Linked DNA regions of Zea mays: region 1 is linked to region 2. The links are chromatin contacts, called in public Hi-C maps. All regions are on one chromosome and are shown on one strand. Each heading gives the region's core, a stretch centred on a gene start, on an enhancer-like site or on the middle of the called end of the contact. The rest is flanking DNA. Distances are from core to core; before and after follow the strand shown. Region 1 has its middle 37 kb from the start of LOC100274364. Region 2 holds the start of LOC103638287 (sister chromatid cohesion protein PDS5 homolog B).

Region 1 (3,780 bases), core at 939-3,438, 280 kb before region 2:
GACCAGCCCAATAAATAAGAGACCAAAAGTAATAATAAAACTCACAATACGATACAAATGACAAATTAAGTTTAATGCCATATGTTACTCATGTGAGGGTCCGAGCCGCTCATGACCGTGAGCATGGTTGATATACCAGTTTTACACTCTGCAGAGGTTGTGCATATTTACCTATAAGACGTGTTCCCTTTGTCTCCTCAGGTTGATCGGACCCTTAAACACTGCCGAGGTGAGTAGGCGAGGGTACATTGCGAGGCCTTCACAAAGTTCCACTAGAGGAGAGAACTCGCTACGGTTCTGGGCCGAAAGAGGTATAGGAATCCCTTGTCCGAAAAGAACAGGCAGTCTGACCCAAGGACCTCCCTACACCTGCATCCTCCACCCCACTTGCCCTTTTCGAGAAAAGGTTAACTCACACTACCTTTCCTAATTAATCAGCCAAGGGCGTCCCATTCCACCCTTGTGCCCCTTTCCAGTTAACATAATAATCTTATAATGAATAGAAAAGAATCCATTGACAATAAATAGAATGATCAAGAATAATATGCATCTTAACACCCAAAACCACATAGAGAAATAGCAGATACTACACAAAAAGTTTAGTTGTGAGCAAGGTATAAAGTAGACCAAACTAGGGTAACCTATTAGGTCCCATCAAAATTAACCTGAGCATGTCATAGTAATAAATTGGAACATTATTGGGTAAAGAAGAGTGATCAAGCGCACAACTTGCCTTCAACGAGAGTATTTTCCACCTGCTGAGTACCGGGTTCCACAGCCACTTGCTCGTCTACTCGCAACAATACAAACAGACATGGTATAGGAGAAACTAGCATCACAACAAACATGAGCACAAAATACATAATAATGATCTATGCGTTGCTACAAGATCGTAGGTTCGAGAACGGCTAAAATCAGAGTTATAATGAATGATATATGAGTTTCCGAAGTTTTGTGTGCTTGGATAAGTTAAACATAGGCTAAACCAATTAAGTGTTTGATTTTGACAACATGTTACATAACAAAATAAGGTTACTAGATTGCAGTTAATATTTGTACGAACCTAATGCAACTGGAACGGGTTAAATCAGAGCTAAAATCATGAAGTTATGAATTTCCTAAGATTGGGACATTATTTTTGCACTAAAAATGATTTCTGCATTTAATTTCATTGAATTCTCGGTTGACTGGACTTTGGCCATGATTACAGGAAGGTTCAGGGGCTAAATCGCATGAAAAAGGACTTAGTTGTAATGCTTCTAAAACTCCCCTGGACGACGGGTTTATTTGCTAACTCATATGGGGCTCTTATGCAAACTAAACACAACGAAGGGGTATCAGCCGATCACAGCCATCCGATCGAAGCGCTACGCCCAGGTTAAAACCCCACCTAGAACTCACTCTAGCCATCGGATCACAAATCTATGGCCCACGGGGCGCACTCGCTTGCCCCAACCCCCAAACCGCACGATCCCAATCCGACCGCCTATATTCTATGAAGTGAAAGGGATACACCGGATCTGGTCTCCACCGCCCATCCCTCGATCAACGGCTATTGTACCCTTCCCCCAACCTGGTTGTCAACACAACAGCGTGGAAGCCACACCCCTGGCGGCGCAACCCGCTGGCATTGCCAATGCACCACCCAAGGACTCCCAACTGCTAATCCCGTAACTATTCGTAAATTACTGGGCAACGTGAACAACGGGGAGGAATCGTTACTGGAATTCGAGCCACACAGTGCCTGGTCCGCGAAGGGGGGTGGATTCGTGGTGGCGCCCAGCCTCCGACGAGGAATTGTCCGCAATCCGTTGCCTCCCGCACCCGATTGCTGATCGAAAAGCGTTCCCCGAGGCAAGGTGCACCACCCTGACCCGAACTCAGTCCTCAAAAGGCATCGTGATCGAGGTTCTATGGCAGCGCGTGTCTTCAACTCACACGACGGCGGTCACTCCTCTCCCTGTCTTTGGTGGCTATGGGTGAGAAGCTGATTATGCGGCACCCTCCCACATATATGGCCATGGCAAGGCGATTGAAACAGCCAGCTGGAGTCCGCCTGGTTCTCGAAGAGTTTGTTACAGGCGCACTCACCGTGGCAAGGAAGATCTACAGCAGCCATGGCTGATGGACACTGACAAGGGGGCCCATATGTTAGCACTTCATGATCACCATGGGCGCGCGCGATCACTGTCAGCGGGCCCTATCCATCAGTGCGCGTGTGACGGTGGACCGTGAGCTAGGTTAGGTATGGGCCTGGGGGGGGGGGGGTCGGCCCAGGTCCGATCCTCTTCTTTCCTTTTTCTTTTCTATTTTTTGTTTTGTATTTCTTTTCTAATTTCATTTTTCAGAATTCAAACTAACTTTAAATTTTGGTTTTGACTTCAGATTTAAAATGTTCAGTAGAAATGGCCAGGCGATTAGCTGTTGTGGTTCATGCCCTTAAAATATGACGTCATTATCTGCTGGGAAATATCTACCATATATATACAGATCATAAAAGTCTGAAGTATATTTTTTCCTAGTCAGAACTAAACATGAGGCAAAGAAGATGGCTTGAGCTGATTAAGGATTATAAATTAGAAATCCACTATCACCCAGGAAAGGCCAATGTGGTGGCAGATGCACTAAGTCGCAAGGCGTCCTGCCATTGTCTTACAGTGAGGACCCCTGACATCACATTATGTCAAGAAATGGAAAAGTTAAACCTGGAAATGATACAACATGGAACTTTGACTCAATTGAAGCTTGAGTCAGTTCTTCTGTAAAAGATTATTAATGCCTAAAGAAATGACAAGGGTATGAAACATATTCATGAGAAAATAGAAGCTGACAAAGCTAATTGCTTTATAAAGGATGATCAAGGCATAGTATGGTTTAATAATCGCATAGTTGTGCCTAAAGATACTGATGTCCGCCAACAAATTTTGGATGAAGCTCATCTTAGTCGATATTCCATTCATCCCGGAAGTACTAAGATGTATCAAGATTTAAAGCAGCACTATTGGTGGACAAAAATGAAAATTGAGATTGCACACTATGTGGCAAGATGTGACACATGTAGGCGTGTCAAGGCAATACATATGAAGGCAGCAGGACCACTGCAATCTTTACCTATCCCAGCCTGGAAATGGGAAGATATTAGCATGGATTTTATTGTGGGATTGCCCAAAACAGCTAAAGGTTTTGATTCTATCTGGGTTATCATTGATCGACTTACGAAGATCGCCCACTTTCTTCCCGTCAAAGTAAAGTATACAGTGGCCACATATGCGAAACTTTATACTGCTCGCATTCTCAGTTTGCACGGGGTTCCAAAAACAATTGTGTCGGATCGAGGACCACAATTTGTATCCAAATTTTGGGAAGAACTCCACAAATCTCTGGGTACTAAGTTGCTCCACAGTTCGGCGTATCATCCCCAAACAAGTGGACAGACTGAGAGAGTAAATCAAATACTTGAAGACATGTTGCGAGCATGTGTTCTAGAGTTTCCGCAGAAATGGGATGACTATCTGCCCTTAGCAGAATTTTTGTATAATAATAGTTATCAAGCAAGTATTAAGATGGCACCATTTGAAGCACTGTACGGACGACGGTGTCGGACACCCTTGAATTGGTCTGAACCAGGAGAAATGTGGTTTTTCAGGCCTGGCATGGTTAAAGAGATGGAGGAAAAGGTTCGACGAATCATACATAACTTGAAAGAGGCACAAGCTCGACAAAAAAGTTGCATAGACAAACGATGCCAACCCTTGTACTTTCAAGTCAAAGATTTTGTGT
Region 2 (3,814 bases), core at 930-3,429:
AAACTAGTGCCTTTTGAGCCGAGGGCAAAAAACACATTCCCTTTTTTCACGCATAACAAAGGCATTGAACAACTTTGGCGTTATAACTCGCTATATTATCGCCATTGAAACTAAGGTTGAACGTTTTAATACAATTATAAGAGACAACAAACCGCTTTGAGTTTCGTTTACAACACATGCAATGTCTTGCACAAAAAAAAAGAAAAAGGTATTCTGTCAAAGATGGCAAAGATTAACCATACATTACTTGAAATGAATAATGAAAATGGTACGCTTGTTCCTTCTCTACAAACACATTTTGCTACGAAAAACTCAAACTTTTGTGATTCTGCCTTTTGTTTGAAGGACTTCGGAACCTTTTTGTCATTACTTGATTTTATTGTGACTCTGCCTTCCATTTGAAGGACTTCAGAGCCTTTGTCGCCATTAGTAGGTGAATTGATCCTGCCTTCATACGAAGGTCTTCAGGATCATTTTTTATGACGACTTTGCCTTTCACTTGAACGACTTTAGAGTCCTTATGACCATTACTAGGTGACTGATCCTGACATTATTCGAAGGTGCATCTTCTTTTTCGGAAGTCTATCTCGAAAAAACCTCCAGGTTAAGCGTGCTTGACTTGGAGCAATTTGGGATGGGTGACTAACCGGGAAGTTTTCTTGGGTGCGCATGCGTGAGGACAAAGTGCACACAAAAGATCTGTGTTGGTCTGTGGGGACGATATATGATGCTAGAGAGCTGCCAGGAGTGAGTACCGCCGGTCCATGGATTGTACGAGGTGTTACATGCGGGTAGTAGGTAACCGAGGCCAAGCTCTTGAGACCGAGGTCGACTTCAGACGAGCCAGAGTTTGCGTCCGAGGGCCGACCTATACTCTTTGTCGTATCGTATGTTCTATCGGGGGTTGGCAGACAACGTGTAAGAACAATGGCCGCACGCGTCACCATAGTTGGTGAAGCTTGACAGGACCACAATCTTGTTGATCTTGTTCACCTGCAACCCTGTGTGTGGTAGGTATGCACATTGAAAGCACTGTTAGAGATGCTCGAAGAGTATCCTAGTCCTAGACCGGCCCCGCAAACCATTGTTACCGTCTTTGTTCCAAACTTCACTGACGTACAGGGGTGAAGGGCCCGTTATGGCCAAGTATGGCCCACGCCATACCTCAACTCGGCCAAGTAAAAGAGCAAAACCTAGGTATTCAGCAGGCATCTAGGCCCGGTAGCCGCAGCCTCCCTGCTAGTGCTTCCCCTCTATGGCCGCGCAACAGGCACAGCCGCAGGCGCACAAGACGGCCGCCTGCTCGCTCCGTATGCGGCCGCGGCCGCCTCCGCCTGGCCGCCCACCCGAGCACAGCAGCGCGCCCGAGCCTTACCGAGTCGCCGTCTCGCAGCCTCGCTGCTAGCTTGCTGCATGCTTGATCACGACCGCGCTAGCTTGCTTGGTTTGGTTGCTTGCTCTTCAGTAGCCTGCTTGCTTGGCTTCTTGCTCTCCGCTAGCCTGTTTGTTTGGCTTGTCTGCTTGCTTTACTGCTAGCTGAACTCCCTGCTAGCATGTTTGCTTGGCTGCTTGCAATGGATTGAAGCTCGGTCGACAAAAAGAAAGGCTCTGTAGTTATGTTATGTGTAATAATATTGTCTATATATTTTAGTTATTCGTATTTCGTAGTGGGAGTAGGACTAATTAAGTTTATTGTGCAGATTTGAAGAGCTATTTTAGCCGTGCTAGCAGCACACATCCTAGTACTCGTGGAAGTGGTGTATATTGAGAGGGATATATTTAAAGGAATTGATCTATATAATCTATTAAAAAGACATTTCAAAAGAGTAGAATAGGAATATGCAACTATCAAAGTCTCCTAGACGTAACTAAAATAATCATACGTGTCACTAGAGTCTACTTAAATATCTTGTATTAAATTTAGCTTTTTATTTCAGTGCTAATTTATGTTCCTTTTGTTTGACAGCTTATATTTGGTTAAATTGCTGATTTGGCATATAATCTACAAATGATTTTTCATCTAAGGTATTTCTTAATAATGATTTTCTATTAAACTTTTGTTTTACCCAAGATATGTCTTTGCCATTGCCATACACTATTTTTAGGTCCTGCTCCACCAGTGCTGACGTATAAGGAGACTGCGTCACATATCAGCCGCATGAGTGCATGACCATCCGCGGCGCAGTACCCGCGCGACAGACGGGCTCCGTGATTTACCGCACCAGTGGGGCAGCGTACCCGGACGGCACACTGGCTGGGCTGGACTCCGAGACACCGAAACCAGAACAACCCGATCTCAACCCACTCTGCTTTGCCATTCCGCTCACGAGCTCTCCGCCTCTCTCTCTCTCTCTCTCTCGCTCTTTTCCGCCACCCCGTCACGCCAAATTTCGAAACAGCGCGAGAGCAGCAAAAGCCGAGGGAGCCCTTCTTTCTCAGATTAGAACCTAACGAGTGCGCTTGGAGGCGGAGGCTGCGAGCTTGCTGCGCGAATTTGGGCGGTCGATCCGGCGCGGCGGCCGGGTATGGCGGCCGCGGAGCAGCTGAAGGAGCTGGGGGAGAAGCTGCAGGCGGTGGCGCCGGCTCCTGCGGACGAACTCGCCAAGCTCCTCGAGGTGAGCCCCTAGCTTCTCCGTTTTGGTTGGCTGCGAACCTTAGTCATGGACTCCGCGGCGTAGGGGCGGGCTTTGCGTGGATCCGTGGCTCATGCGGTACAATTCGGCAGGTTTAGGGTTTAGGTTGCTGGAGGTAAGGCGCTAGTGATAGGGTTTCTGGTGCGAATTGGGTGCTCGGGGTGCTAGGTTTGGACGGTTAGGCTTCAATTGAGCGGCGGAGAGGGTTCTGAAGGAGTGAGCTTTTTGCGGTGGGTTGGGTAATTAGGAAGCAAGAAGTTTGTTGTGGCAAGATTGTGCTGTACATGGTGTTGTAGCTCTTGAATAGTTAGATTCCTGGTGGATTTTGCTTATTCTGGCTGGAATCCTTTGGCTTGGGTCAGAGGAAGTGCTGAGGTCCAACTCATGTGCTTCTCTTAAGTTTTATTTGCTGAAATTGTGGTTGCAATTTGGCACCCGTAGGCTTGTTAGTTTCTCCAGTGTTAGAAGGGATTCCTGTTGGTTCGGGTTTATGGGGTTTTAGCACTAAAGAGGCCTTACCTTTCGAGTGTTAGGTTGTTGTATCAGTTACACTACAGGATTTACAGTAGCCAATGGAAGCTGGAGATTTAATCTTTGAATTGTTTTGGTGGGTTCATGTGAATATCTTTTTTTCTCTCTAAAAAACCAGTGCATGTTGCATGGAAATGCTCTTATAAGAATACCATTTACATGTGTTATTGTCTAACAGTACCTCCTCGAATACACAGGAGAGCTGCATGCCATTGCAATAAGTGTCTAGCTCTAGCAGTACCTTGAATGCTGTGTTTATACGGCGGTTTAATTTTGGTAATATCGATGCTATTTATCACAGGAGACAGTTCTATTATGTTTGACATCTGTGCATGTGTTGAAAGACCAAATGCCCATCCATATGTGTCAGGGAAGGAAACTGTCCAGTGAATCTTGTGCCATTTGGCCACATTATTGGTATTGGACCCTTATATGTTCTGGCGTGGACTGTTCTATGTTAGAATTTAGGATGTGGACAGCTCCATGGGTTCAACCTTCGTGTGTTAAATAGCATAATTTATAGCTACTTGTTGTATCGATCTCTATTAAGAGGAGTTTGTAGTTGCAATTGCAAACATACATAATAGCTATCCTGACCGATAGCACTATGGAACCAGGATTTAACTGTGGAATGCTCACTTCTAATAGAG

The links. A called contact is a pair of places that touch in the nucleus more often than the background predicts.
Region 1: a contact with region 2 is called in a Hi-C map of tassel, with 1.8 times the contacts expected there. The contact joins the enhancer-like site here to the promoter of LOC103638287 in region 2. A contact is called at or near these places in 2 of 25 Hi-C or Micro-C datasets (bundle sheath and tassel).

Annotation. Positions count from the first base shown.
Region 1 is chr9:41,002,794-41,006,573 of Zm-B73-REFERENCE-NAM-5.0, reverse strand. No RefSeq gene overlaps it. Among protein-coding and RNA genes, the nearest start is that of LOC100274364, 37 kb to the right of the region's middle. Within about 2 kb of position 2,188, at least 19 of the 20 cell types and tissues checked have an H3K27ac peak or open chromatin away from gene starts, as enhancers often do. A contact at or near this core is called in bundle sheath and tassel, where this site is marked.
Region 2 is chr9:40,727,731-40,731,544 of Zm-B73-REFERENCE-NAM-5.0, reverse strand. LOC103638287 (sister chromatid cohesion protein PDS5 homolog B) reads left to right here and starts at 2,179. Exons shown (of 33, transcript XM_008661242.3): 1 at 2,179-2,615. The coding sequence starts at 2,526.